Regions from separate parts of the Mus musculus genome. Here region 2 is linked to region 1. The links are chromatin contacts, called in public HiChIP or PLAC-seq maps. All regions are on one chromosome and are shown on one strand. Each heading gives the region's core, a stretch centred on a gene start, on an enhancer-like site or on the middle of the called end of the contact. The rest is flanking DNA. Distances are from core to core; before and after follow the strand shown.

Region 1 (7,170 bases), core at 2,340-4,839:
TGTGTCTGTCACAGAGGGGCTGTGACAGTCATTCCCCAGATGCTGACACATTCTCCTTCACTTCTCATCTGTGATCTACAGTAAAGATGGTCTCATGAATCCCTAATTCTACTAGTCTCTAGAAGTTTGAGTCTGAGAAGTTAAAACATTTACATTTTGTATCAGAGCTTCTAATACAAATCTGCTAGAGCTGTGGGGTAAAGCACTGCCCCCCCCCCCAAACCAAACCAAACCAAACAAAGTGCTCACATCAGAATGTGCCTTCTGCTTCTCAGCTGTAATTACTCATGCAAGACCACTTTGTTCCACAGAATGGCTGCCAGCCAGTAAGTGATTGTGGACTTAGTATGTGGCTGCTGAGACCACTCAGATCAGTACATACCACATTGCCTATGAAGAAGAGTGTAAAGTCTCTCATATGAAGTATATTTTTAAATGATAATTATTTGGATCAATTGAATTATAAAATATATCGCTTAAAACAACTTTAATTCATCTATGAAAAAAATTTAAATCACATGGCTTCTGTTTGTGGCTTGTGTTGCCTTTTTTTTTTGGAGAGTTAGTTTAGGCACATTATTCTCTAAATGCAGAGGTCAGAGCCACATGAAAGACAGCAGACTGAGTGAGACCTTCTGTAGGAGAGTTGCTGGGTGTTTCATTTTGATCTTCTTCCAGGTTACGGCCTCCGCTGCCACAGGGCCATTATCACCATCTGCCGCCTCATCGGCATCAAGGACATGTATGCGAGGGTCACCGGGTCCATGAACATGCTCAACCTCACCCGGGGCCTCTTCCATGGGCTTGCCCGCCAGGTAACCTCCTGGGTGCAAAGGCACAAGTGCTAGCTTATGTTGCAGACAGTGCTGTTGTGTCCTCTTCTGTATCTCTCCAAGTGAGGAGAGGGATTCAAAGCCAGGCCCGGGCCTAGCTAGACAACCCAGGGCTCTCATCTGTTAGAAAATACATCCTTGCTTGTTAATGGTCATAGTTGCAACTAGCTCAGATCAGGGTGAACCCTGCATGGGTAACACAGACGATGTGTTCCTCCCGAATGGAGGGGCCCGAGGTGTTTCACCAGTCCAACAAGTAGGATTAAACTAGCAAGTGGACTTTCTTTTATCATTTGACATTTTCATTGACCAAGCATACTTTTTTGATAGAACAATGTAACTACTGACTTTTTAAATACTGAAGTTTAAACTTGAAGAAGTCCATGAAGCATTCAAAAGTTCCTTGAGTGGTGCGGTTACTCTGGTGTAGCCCTGGAAGCAAAGAGTGCCATGTCCTCCCAGAGATGGGACCCTGGGTTGCTCTCCAGTGGGGCCTGGCTCATGGTCCTTTCTCCCCTTATGGAGGGAATGGTTTGTAGCTATAAGGCTGGCTGGTAACCTGGGACTTTGGCAGATGGGTCTTCTTCCATCTTACTTGGTGGGTTGCTGTTAGGCTGAGGGAGATCTGTGTAGACACACCCTCCCGGTCCGGCTGCACGCATTTCCCAAATCGAGTCAAGTACTTACTTCACTTCCCCAAGCTGCTTCCTTTTCTTCCAAGTTTTTATTAGATATTTTCTTCATTTACATTTCAAATGCTATCCCGAAAGTTCCCTATACCCTCCCCTCGCCCTGCTCCCCTACCCACCCACTCCCACTTCTTGGCCCTGGCATTCCCCTGTACTGGGGCATATAAAGTTTGCAAGACCAAGGAGCCTCTATTCCCAGTGATGGCCAACTAGGCCATCTTCCGCTACATATGCAGCTAGAGACACGAGCTCTGGGGGTACTGGGTAGTTCATGTTGTTGTTTCCCCAAGCATCTCAGGGCTCTTGATGCTGGCTTCCTTTGAGTTGACAGAAGCCCTGACCCTTTAAGGGTCAGGTGACCTTCACAAATCTAATCTGTTCTCTGCTTGCTGTTTTCCAGGAAACCCACCAACATCTGGCGGATAAGAAGGGTCTCCACGTGGTGGAATTCCGGGAGGAATGTGGGCCTCTGCCTATCGTGGTGGCCTCCCCACATGGGGCCTTGAGTAAGGAGCCGGAGCCGGAACCTGAGGTTCCTGATACCAAGCTGGACTGGCAGGACGTGAAGGCCATGCAGGGACTGAAGCGCTCTGTGTGGTTTAATTTAAAGAGGCCTGCCACCTAAGCCTCCCGGAAGGCCAGCCCAGCCAGTGCTTGTGCTGACAGCACCCGGAGGACACGCCACTCTCACTTTTTATTTTAAAAAAAGTCCAACCTTCTTTGTTTTCAAATAAATAATTATAGATTTGTCTTACAGAGCACATGGTATATAGCTGTGTGATGGGAATGTTAGATGCAAATATCAGGAGCAATTCGTTATTTAAACTAGTAAATGTAAGTGAATTAGGACATAGCTAATAGTAGTAACATGCACAGCCATTGCTGTGACACTTAGGTCGTGTTTGTTACCGAGTCATCTGAAGATGAATGTTTTCAACTACATTTTACAGAGAAGTTGGATAGCCTGACCCGCTGAGCCACTCCCAGGCAGTTCTCCCGGCAGTTGTGTGCCGTTTCTGTCCATAAATACTGTGCCAGGCTGTGGCCTCACCCTCGGCTGTGTTTCCTGGACTCTAGGTGGTAGTGATCCCACTGTGTCTGAAGTGTGTCTCACTGTCACCTTCACTCACATGGCCCTAAAAGCAAATGCTGTTGAGTGTCCTCGTCGGCTTGTCAGGTCATGTGGCCCATTCAGGTCCTTTGTCCACTTAAAAAATTTGGGTTATTTGTGTTTTTATTATCAGCTGTAATTGCTCTTGTTGTGTAGTATAGATACAAACCTCCTGTCAGATACAACCTCAGGTCTGGGTGTTCCGTTTGTTGGTCTGCTTTGTTTTTTGTCTTCTCTGATAGACTAGTCTTATTTACCTTTAATTGGTGTTTTTTAGGTCATCAGCATAAAGTGACTGTAATGTAGTAAAGTCAGTATCTGCCAATATCAATTACACTTCTTTTTTCTCTTTTTTAGTAGTTGCTCTAGAGTTTGCTATGTATGTTTACAACGGATCCAGGTCTCTCCTAGGATCCTGCTTTGTAGCTAGTTTAGTCAGGTACCTTACAGCCATGGAGGGTTAGGTTCCTGCCCCTCCCCTCATGCCCCTGCTGCCGTTCATTCAGGCCTCATAAACCTGAGCAACACTCGTTGAGTCACTGTTGCTGTTATGGTTTTGAACAAACATCTGTTAAATCTAATAAGGAAAGTTAAAGGTTGTTTGTTTGTTTGTTTGTTTGTTTGTTTTTGTTAATGTAAGTCTGTGCTTGTGACCCCCATCTCTTCGTTGTCTTGTATCTTAGCTTACAAGGCAGGTTGATTGGAACAAAGCCCGTCGGTTGTTTGTCTGAGTCTTTGCTTAATTATAGGTCCATGAGACATCTCTTTGATAGTTGTAAGTATTTTCTCTCATACTTTCTGAGAAGTTGGGTGAATTGCTTATTTCTGCTCCTCTTTAGGTAATGTTTTCTTCTGTCTTCTTTCTCCTTTATCTTTGGTCTCTAGCAGTGAGACTATGATATGCTGAGTGTGGGTCTTACTTAGATGCACCCTCCCTCTTTTTCCTGCTGTGTACGTTTCTCTTGAGGTAGCCTCCACCTAGAAGTCCTTGTTGTGTTCAGTCTGGCAGTAAGCCCATCAGAGATGCTCCCTGCTTCGATGGCTGGCGGCATTTTGAGTGTTTTGTCTTTGTTTGTTTATTCATTGTTTGAGACTGGGTGTGATGGTTTGAATGAGAATGGCCCCATACACTCATGTATTTGAATGCTTGGTCCTGTTAATGGAACTATTTGGGAAGGGTTAGGTGTGGCCTTGTTGGAGGAGGTATGTCACTGGGGATGACCCTTGAGGTTATCTTTCTGCCTGCTGCCTATGGATCAAAATTTAAAGCTTTCAGCTCCATACCTGCTGCCTGGTACCATGCTTCCTGCCATGATGATAATGAACTAACCTTCTGAAAGTATAAAGAAGGCTCTAAGTCAATGCTGTCTTTTATCAGAGTTGCCTTGGTCACGGTGTCTCTTCACAGCAGTAGAATAGTGACTAAAACCTAACTTTCCATGTGGCCAGGGTTGATCCTTCTGCTAAGTGTTATGATAACTTGATGAGCCAGTATGCTCCACTTAGTATCAGACATCTTTTTTCTGCTTACAGTACCAGAGATAGAGCGAGCCCAGGATCTTGGACGAGCTAGACAAGTGCTCTGCCACCGAAGCACACCCCTGGCATGTTTTTGATTCTTTCATAGACTCACCCTGTCTGTGTACTTTACAGTCTGTTCCTTGGTATTGTCTGTTCCCCTGTAACATTAATCTTAGTGGTGCTGAACATTCCTGGGGTGGTGACTGTGACAGCCACTCCTGCTGTGTCTCAGGCCTGCTTCGTTCAGACTGCACCTTTGCTTCCCGTGTGCCTGTCACTGTTGCTGGGAGCTGGACATGATGTACTGGGTAAGGAGCTGAGGAAGTAGGTGGTTAGTGATGGAACAGGGGAGACAGGGGGGTGGGACGTTTTCTGTGGTGATGGGATTAGACCCCGGTCTTCTGGTGAGCCTGTTACTGGGTGCTTCTCGGTTCTACCCCGTAGGTACTAGAGGAGTCCCTATCCCCCGAGTCACACAGTCTAATAAACCAACAGTGATTTAGTGTGCCTAAGCACTTTCTCTTCACCTGCCTAGTATATTCCCCTGCACATACACACATACTCTCAAAGGAAATTTTTTTTCTAGAGCTATATTATTCATGGCTATAAATAGAAGCTAATTGCTAAGAAAGAAATGCCTCTAAGTTAGAGACATTGGAAACATCTAAGACTTTTCTATTTAAGTAGAATCTACAGGAAAATAGTTGGGTCTGGTAGTGCTGGGTGTGAATGCAGAACCTTTTATTCTCCATTGAGCTGTGTCCCCAGAACTCTCGTTATTTTTGAAATTTTATTTTTGTCCTAAAAAAAGCGATGAGCTTTACTGATCTCTCTTCTATTAGCCTAATTTGTTTTTTTTTTATACCCAATACTCTTATCTTTTTAAAATGTCATTTTTCCAAATTATTGACAACCACATTGACATTGGGGGGAAAAACTATTTGAGAATAAAAAATGTTTGGCATCTAATTGTCTTCCAATAACTTGGCAATAAAATGAAAAGTGAAGTAGAAGTTTGCCTTGAGAGCAAGGCCTCGTCACTAAGAGCACCGTGTTTCCAAGGATGCTTTTGCTCCTCCCCCCAGAAGCATGGCGATCCTGTTGAGCTGGCGGTAGAACTCGAATGTGGAGGCCCACCCTGTGACTTTACAGCCTAGCTCGTCAGCACAGCCTCTAGCAACCCTTCTCTACCTTGCAAAGACATCAGAGAAATGTACCTAGGAGTAACAAAGCAAAAGTGTAGAGATGGCCAGGTAAACAGACCATCGATGCCCTGTCCTCAGGAGGCATTGATGTATCCGGACCATCCATTACTTAACAGTGAAAGGAACTAGAGAGTGATACTTAGCAGAATAATTGTGTTAAGGGAAAGAAGCCAGGCTTCCTTAAAACGAGATGTGAAAGTTTCCAGAAGTACAAACTATAGTAGTAGGAATGGTTGTGTAGGGATGGAAGAGGGTGTTCCTGAGGGGCGTGAAGTGGCTTTTGAGGTGGTAGATGTCATAGTGGTGTGGTAGTTTCACAGTGTGTACAAACATCAAAACTCCCAAGAGTATACTTTAAACATGCTGTTGAAAGGGGTCTTAGCTTGGGCTCTTAACCCTCCCTCCAAGAATGGAGAGGGCAGACAACAAAGGGTGAGTAGTCAGAGGTGACCTTTTATTGGCCAGTCAGTAACAAAGCAGATCAAAAAGTAGATATTCTGAGCTTGTCTAGGGTCACAGGAGGGGAGCTGGGAGGTTTCCATTGTGGGAACTCCAGCCTCAGCTAGCTTCTGGCTGTCAGGGAGAGACTGTCAATAAACGTTAGGATTCTAAGCTCTTGGGGCAGGGTCTCTGCACGCTAGGTGACCATGCAGAATATAGGCCCCTGGTCCCTGGGAAATGCAGAAGTCCGGGGCCCTGTCCCACATGTGGAGGAGTTGCAGTATCTAGCAGGAGTGGGTGCCAGTTCCTCCTGAAGGTGGCAGATCTACAAGTCCGACTTGGGGGAGGGGGGCCAGGAGCATCTTCCCTGGGAGCCAGACTGAAAAACTTTCTCTATCCCCAGCTAGGACTCAGCAGAGAAGTGATGTTCCTCATTACATAGTGCCTTGTGGGGCCCTGCTTGCAAGTGAAATGTAAATTAGGAGAGAGTATCAAACCAAAGAGGGGAAAGAAAAGGCCGGGCAAACCTGAGTCTCCTTGAGGCCTGGGAAATGGACATGCCCTGCAGAGGTTTGTGGGTACCAAAGGCAGTCTGCTGTGTTCAGGAGTTTTTGCATGGGTTTTGTGCTGGTTGGGCTAAAAGCTTCATTCCCTGGCTGTTAAAGGGGGCAGCTCCTATCTTTGGTGGGGTGGGTCCAATCTGACTGCAGTCTGTCAAAGAAAAGCTCTGGGTTTGCAGTTGCTTTGGAGGTCTGATAGATTGCCTTAGCACCCAGGTGTCTGCACCTGGGCTGTTGTGGAGCTCAGACAGATGTTGGGGGACTCCTGAAGCTCTAACCAGCTAGGAGAGTGGACTCTTTAATTAATTAAATTGCATTTGTTGTTTTTAAGGTTCCAAGCACTAGAGGGCAGAGTTCCTCAAATAGTTCTGTTCCCTTTTGGACTGCTCCCATGTAGACAGTCACTGAGATGTGCAGTTTGAAGTGGCTGTCTACTAGAGAGTGGATTGTTCTTTCAAATGCAGGACACCAATTCCATTTAAACATCCACTTTGCAAATGCTGTCGTGGAAGAATCACGCGTGCTTTCTTCATGAGGTGTGGGTGTGTTTCTGGCATCTTCCAAGCCACAGATTACCAGGTTCAAACAGCTTTGTCTAATTTTATTATTTATTTAAGACAGAGTCTCACTATGCAAACTTGTCTGGCTTGGGATCTGCTCTGTGGATGAGGCTGACCTAGAACTCACAGAGATCCTTTCCTGCCTGTCTCCTGAGTGCTGGGATCAAAGCTGTGTACCCACGCTGGGTCTCAGACAAGTTTATTTATTATAGACCCAACCTGAAGTTGGGGACAACTCCAAAGTCATGGA
Region 2 (7,170 bases), core at 2,225-4,724, 120 kb after region 1:
CAAGTTATTCGTTCAAATAAGATTCACCACTACATTGAACAAACCCTCAGGTGTGTTAAAGTTTCATACCATGCTAGTGAAGAAATAAAAACACAAAACAGACAAACATTTCCCAGCTACCCTGCAAAACAACTCCTTAGTCTCTTAATAATAACAAAACAGACACCTACTGTTCTACCCAACAAGTTACTCTTAGGCGTTTCCCTCAGAGAAATAGAAATGCCCCCCAACAGAAGCCTGAGCAAGATGCCAATAGCAACTGCCTAGGACAGGAAACATTCAATAGAGCTGGGTTAGATTATGCTATGTCCTTACAGATAACTGAATCAACAAACTGGGGATATACGCCAAGAACATCATGCTTCATGGGACGAGTGGGTCCCCAAAGGTCGTATACTCTTCAGCTACATTTCTGTATATAACTAGAATAATTATTGTGTAAAAATGCTGATTTCTAAGAGACTGTTTGGAATAGTGAGAAAGTGGGATGGGTTGGGGAAGTCTCGAGAGTAGCGAAAGGGGGGCTTTTGTGTGATGGGACAGTCCTGAGCCTCAGTTGCTCTCAGATAAATCTACTCCAAATGGGAGATCTGTCTTCCCAACCTGTTTCCCGGTTTGAAAACAATGCTGGTTAGGAAAGACATGGCCACTGGGAAGATGCAGGGAATACAGGCTCCTGTTAGAACCATCACTATCACAAAATAAAACATTTTAAATGTGAATTTTAATGCTGAAGATTGGGAGGGAAAGCACTGTGGGCAACAAAGGTCACTGGAGTAGGCTACTGGGAGCCTGAACCACCTTTGCTGTCATCTCCAAGAACCACCAAAAGCTAGAGCCACCTCCAAGGTGGCTCATGGCTAGCAAGGGAGAGCTTGTCTGATGTGATCTGACAATGGATCTGCTCACTCTTGGTTTCCATGTGGTGCTCCACACATGCATACACACGCGCGTACACACACACACACACACACACACACACACACACACACTCACATACACATGGTGGTTAGGAGAGGTCACTGTAGACACCATGTGTCTATGTCACCCTACTGAAGAATCACTGCATCCTAGTACTTGGGCTCTGCTTTCTGTGCTCTGCACAAGTGTCCTGGTCTCCCTGCTTTCTAATGCCTTCTATACAGACTTTTGTCTCAGACCAGAGGGCTAAGGGTCAGGGGTCCCTGGAGGCATGGTGCTTTTACACTGCCCCAGTGGACAGTGGAGGGAGAAGACATCAGAGCAGCAGAGCCAAAGAAGGGCCTGGGACAAACTGATTCAGCACCCAGAACAGCTTCCCAGCTTCTTCTGCCCATGACATCAAAATCTGATCTTTTCCCTTCCTTTCCCATGCTCCATACAGGCACACACATTATCCTGGAGTTCTTCTATGCATGCTCATAGCAGGTACAAGAAGCATGTGCAGAATAATGCACTCAACACACACACTCAGATACAGATATTTTACACACACACACACACACTCAGATACATTCATACATACACACACACTCACACACACACTCACACACATGTTCACACACAGACTCACCCATGCACACAGACCCCCCCTCACTTGCATATGCACACACACACACACACACACACACACACACACACACACACAGATGATGCATGTGCTCCGTCTGTGAACACAATTCTGCATTTTCTAAGTTTTCATCAATGAATGAAGATGACTTCCAAATGAAAACTAGAGTTACAGCGAGCAAACACAGACAGGGCTAACTGCAACAAGGGTCTGTCACAGCCGGCCGGCCAGTGCTTTCTCCAAAATACCAAGATGGAGGCAGAGGAACCGCCCCTGACTGAAGGGGAAAGGACAGCCAACACAATCAGGAGTTTTGACCTGGCTCCTGGGCTAGGGAAAGGATATTAGTGGGGAAATGAGCAAATAGAACAACAATGGTCAATGGCAGAGTGCTAACTTTAACTTCCTGGTTTGGAGAGCCCTGTGGGGTTCCGAGTGAGGAGCAGACTTCCTATGCTGCCGCTATGGCTTTAGGAGAAATCTAAAACTATTTAAAAATAAGTCAAGAAAATCAAATCAATGACAATGACCTCATCCCCTCAAAGTCCCAGGACACCATGAAAGTACTTTTCCAGGAATCCAACTGCAGGGGACAACTGTCAGCACCTCTAGTGACAACTCTCTACCTGGCTGCTCTCCTGCCTCAGGAATCCAGCCTTCTTCCAGGGAGTGACAGGCCTAGACCCCTCCCTCCTCTGGCCAGGACAGTGTGCTGCATTCTAAAAAATGCCCCCAAACCTCTCTCCAGCCACAGAGACCCCTGGGAGGTAGCCACTCCTCTGATGATGATTTGCGTGACTGGCAAGCTCAATAGAATGTGGCAGAGCCATCCTGTCACCCATGCGACTGTTCCAAAGTGAGGCCCACACCCAGGGCCTGGCACACAGCTCAGGATCTGATCAGCTTGGCTGGATGCCCACGTTTGTGGGGGACTGGTGCTAGAAGAAACCTGCCTCTTAGGTGGAGTCTCTATCAAGGCCACCCACCTGTGGGACCCACAAGGACGCTTCCCAAGAATGGCTGTTGTTTAAGCAATTTGCCTAAAGGTCACTCAATGGGACCTAACCTTCCATGAAGACCAGAAGGGAAAGCGTTGGCCACACCCATTTTATGTAACCTGTCCTACTCCAAGTCTTCCTCCCCGCCCAGAGGCAGCATGGTCAAATTCAGGGCTAGGAAGAAAATTTCACCCACAAACTAGATATTACAGGAGGCGTGGCAGGGAGTAGGGGAGGTGGATAGTAGCAGGAGCCAGCTGAGGAAATACTGAATGCATTGCCGAGTGCTGGCAGGGTTCAGCGCCTAGTTCTGCTCTGCCGTGTCCCAGAGTCGGGCAGCAACAAGTTTCCCAGAGTCACCTGGGCGGTTCAGATTGTTTTATGGACGATGCTGTCATGAGCTCCCTTCGGCAGGGAACACACGTAAATCAAAGTTCAAAGTCAGCTGATGTGATTTGAGAAAATACTGGGAGACCTTCTTTCAGAAGGCCCTTTAGAGAGACCCCTAGTTCTTTGAACTTTAGTAAAGTACAAACAGCTAGGGGGAAAGAAACCAGGCAGTAGAAGTTTCTTAGAGGTCTGGATAGTCTAGAAGGTGGCTGGACCCCTCCAGCAAGAAAGTGGCCTGGGGATTAGCTCCTCATCCTTTGGGAAAGAGGAAAACTTGCTCTAGAGGAACCCAGCCTGGGAAACCCACAGGGAAAGAGGGAGCCTGAAGTTAACTGCCAGCGAGGTTCCCTGCCGGGTCTGCCCCTCCCTCCCCGCAGGTGGGGGCAGTCAACTCACCAGCTCCGGTAGGAAGAAGGCAAAGGGGATGGTGAGGAACAAGGCGGCGACCCCCGAGGGCACGTCAGGCGGGGCGTAGCTGGTGGCCGGCGGTGTGTCCCGGGAGGCCATGCTGTCACCTCTGCTGGCGTCTTTACTCCGTAGCACTCGCCTGCGCCCGCAGCTGTTCAAGAATCACCTCCCGCCCGACAGACAGACACACCCATCGGTCGGAGGGACGTCGCCTGGGAGGGGAAAAGAAAGGTTCCAGTAGAGCGGGGGCCCTTCTGTGCACTGTGCTAGCCAGGAGAGGGGACAGGACCAGCCTCGCAGAGGGTCTTTCTAGACTTTCCCTGCTAAGGAACTTTGAATGCTGGAGCAAAGGACTCCAGAAGAGATGAAAGGAACAGCTTTGTATGTATGCTCCTGGTGATCTCTATGCTCAGAGTGTAAGCAAGGGCTCTTTTGCTAAGATAAAGATTGTTTACTGAGGACCTACTGTGTGGTTAGCCACCTTCAGACACTTCTGAAGTTCAGATAGACCACCACCACGTGGCTTTGTTGTACCTTTCCAGTTAAGGTCACAGAGTGGTCACAAAAGCAGCATCTGCTTTTGTCCTCAGAGTCTAAATGAAGGATTGGAGCAGCCTGGTTTTCACCTCCCTCCTCAGGTACTCTGAGTCCCTCTTGGGTCCTCCTCTCACTGTCGTTCTAGTCCAGCTAGGACACAGGGTTGGGACCAGGCAGTTCCTTCCTGCTTAGAGCCTGGGGCTGGCTGCTTGGCTGTGCTTCCAGACCCAAAGCTCTTCCTTTCACACAACGCCAGGCAGGGCTGGAGACTGGGCCACCTTCTTCTTTAACAACCCACTAACCTTGGTTTGTTTTCCCACCGCCCTGAGGGAAGGCCTGGCGCCCCAGAGCCTTCTTCCTCCCCTCTTCGGCTCCAGCAGGCCAGTTGAAAAGCCTCCTCAGGAGTAGGAGAGGAGGCATGGAAGAGTTGTCCCAAGGACTGGGGGATGTCCTGCACAAGAGCCCTGTGTCTTGTTCCTTAGCAACAGCAGGGAATTCCAGGGCCTGTCCTGGGCAAGGTGGGAGGAGTAGCTGGTTCGCTCTGCCTGGTCTGGAGCAGCCAGCAGAGTCTGGATACATGAAGCTTGAAGCCAAGGCATTGCAGGGAAAGGCAAAGATCTTCCCAGCAAGCTTCCAGACAGCCTGTCCTCAACCTTTTCCAAGTCCTAGAGCGTATAGTTCACAAGCTCAGGCCCCCACACTGCTGACAGAATGGATCCAAAGCCACCCACCTTTTCTGAATGTCACACACAAGTGCTATGTCTCTCTTTGGGGCTGTGGCCCCCTTGGATGTGACCATAATCTACATGGGGCGTCAGGGAAGATGGGGCAGGGTAAGAGGTACACACAGGTTCCAGGGATTGAGCCCAGCCACCAGGCTTGAGGGACGGTGCCTTTACCTGATAAGCCATCTCACTGGCCTGGAAAGTATCAATTCTGAGTAGACTGTGACGTTAACTATGCACACTGTACTTCCTAGAGCAGCTTCTAAACACGTTCTAGTGACACAGAGACACAGATCATCACTGGTGCTCTTTTTGGATGCTAGCCTCACTCCTGATTCACTGAGAGATCCCGTCTCAAGGGATTATGTCAGAGCATGATAGAGCACACATCTGTATATACACATATTCACATACTGTGAATTCACAGTATGCTGTGCTCACACACGCAAGTTCCAGCAAAGAAAATTTCTACCAGTCAGGAGCTTGTGGCAGTCGAAATGAAGCAATAGTATCGTGGATGATAAAAATATGGGCAAAGTATTACTATGGTTGAGAGCAAAAATCATAGTGCTATTGGGTAATATTTTTAGTTTATATATATCTAATACAAGGACCGCCATATGGGGCAAGAGAGAAGTAAAGAGACCCTATAAAAATAAGGTTTCTGTAGTCTATCTAAAGTGGAATTTTTTTTTACATATTTTAATTTCACCTACTGTTAGGGTGTATGTGTGTGTGAGTGAGTGTGTATGTGTGTGTGTGTGTGTGTGTGTGTGTGAGTACACGAAGGTTTGCCATTTTAGAGTAGTTTATCTCTCTAAAATTTACCTCAATTCTCATTTGCACCATCTGTCTCGTGGTTGAAATGGTTTGTCTTCTTTTGGTTGCAAATAGACTGATTTCCCCTCACTTCTTGGAGCATGGCTATTGTCTTAGTCAGGGTTTCTATTCCTGCACAAACATCATGACCAAGAAGCAAGTTGGGGAGGAAAGGGTTTATTCGGCTTACACTTCCATGCTGCTGTTCATCACCAAAGGAAGTCAGGACTGGAACTCAAGCAGGTCAGGGAGCAGGAGCTGATGCAGAGGCCATGGAGGGATGTTCTTTACTGGCTTGCTTCACCTGGCTTGCTCAGCCTGCTCTCTTATAGAACCCAAGACTACCAGCCCAGAGATGGTCCCACCCACAAGGGGCCTTTCCCCCTTGATCACTAATTGAGAAAATGCCTTACAGTTGGATATCATAGAGGCATTTCCTCAACTGAAGCTCCTTTCTCTGTGATAACCCCAGCTGTGTCAAGTTGACACAAAACTAGCCAGTACAATTGACCCCTTGTCAACTTGACACACAAACACACCACTAGTAAGCCTCAACCCTTACATTCTTATTCATCCCCAAGATCTAAATAACTTTAAAAGTGTCACAGTCTTTACATACTCTTAAAATTTCAATCTCTTTAGAATATCCATCTCTTTTAAAATACAAAGTCTTTTTACAATTAAAAGTCTCTTAACTGTGGGCTCCACTAAAACAGTTTCTTCCTTCAAGAGGGAAAATATCAGGGCACAGCCACAATCAAAAGCAAAAGTCAATCTCCAACCGTCCAATGTCTGGGATCCAACTCACGATCTTCTGGGCTCCTCCAAGGGCTTGGGTCACTTCTCCAGCCCTGCCCTTTGTAGCACACACGTCATCCTCTAGGCTCCAGATGCCTGTACTCCACTGCTGCTGCTGCTCTTGGTGGTCATCTCATGGTACTGGCATCTCCAAAACACTGCATGACCCCTTCAGTCCTGGGCCATCAATTGCAACTGAGGCTGCACTTTCACCAATGGCCTTCCATGGCCTCTCACAGTGCCAAGCCTCAGCTGCTCTGCTCAACTCCTTCATGCCTTCAAAACCAGTACCACCTGGGTGACCCTTACACATTACCAAGTCCAGCCACAGCACAAGGTACAACTTTGGCTATATCTGGAACGCAGCCACTGTGCTCTCAGAAAACACTTCCCAGAAGATGTCACCTCAATGATGCTGGTCTCTTCTTAATCACCGCTAATTTCTTAGCTCCAGCTAACCAGCATCAATAGTCCCAGTAATGCAAAGTTTTTGCTTTAGTAGTTCTGGTATCTTGTTAATCACAGCTGATTCTTCAGCCCCAGCTAACCAGAACTACAGAATCTTCACAATCAAAACAGGAATGGCCCTGAAAAGAGTCTTTAATTTTCCCTCTGAAATTTCACACACCAGAGCTCCAACTTCTGCAGTGTTCTCAACATTATCTTCCAAGCTCCTACACAACATCCGACAGAGGTCTTAACAATGGATGGATCTTCAAGCCCAAAGTTCCAAAGTCCTTCCACAGTCCTCCCCAAAACATGGTCAGGTTGTCACAGGAATACCCCACTCCACTGGTACCAATTTGTCTTAGTCAGGGTTTCTATTCCTGCACAAACATCATGACCAAGAAGCAAGTTGGGGAGGAAAGGGTTTATTCGGCTTACACTTCCATGCTGCTGTTCATCACCAAAGGAAGTCAGGACTGGAACTCAAGCAGGTCAGGGA

What was found. HiChIP or PLAC-seq counts read pairs in DNA pulled down with a chosen protein or histone mark.
Region 2: a contact with region 1 is called in an H3K27ac HiChIP or PLAC-seq map of embryonic stem cells, with 7 read pairs. The contact joins the promoter of Mall here to the enhancer-like site in region 1. A contact is called at or near these places in 3 of 39 promoter capture datasets (the SN4741 cell line, macrophages and stem cell-derived epiblast-like cells), 1 of 484 Hi-C or Micro-C datasets (nephron progenitors), 2 of 115 datasets of contacts at active chromatin or transcription factors (both in embryonic stem cells) and 3 of 9 other capture datasets (adipose tissue, embryonic stem cells and pancreatic islet).

Annotation. Positions count from the first base shown.
Region 1 is chr2:127,601,707-127,608,876 of GRCm38.p6, forward strand. Mrps5 (mitochondrial ribosomal protein S5) reads left to right here. Exons shown (of 12, transcript NM_029963.2): 11 at 679-815; 12 at 1,923-2,280. The coding sequence ends at 2,147. Among named protein-coding and RNA genes, the nearest start is that of Mrps5, 18 kb to the left of the region's middle. Within about 2 kb of position 3,590, at least 5 of the 459 cell types and tissues checked have an H3K27ac peak or open chromatin away from gene starts, as enhancers often do. A contact at or near this core is called in embryonic stem cells, where this site is marked.
Region 2 is chr2:127,726,423-127,733,592 of GRCm38.p6, forward strand. Mall (mal, T cell differentiation protein-like) reads right to left here and starts at 3,475. Exons shown (of 4, transcript NM_145532.3): 1 at 3,334-3,475. The coding sequence starts at 3,444.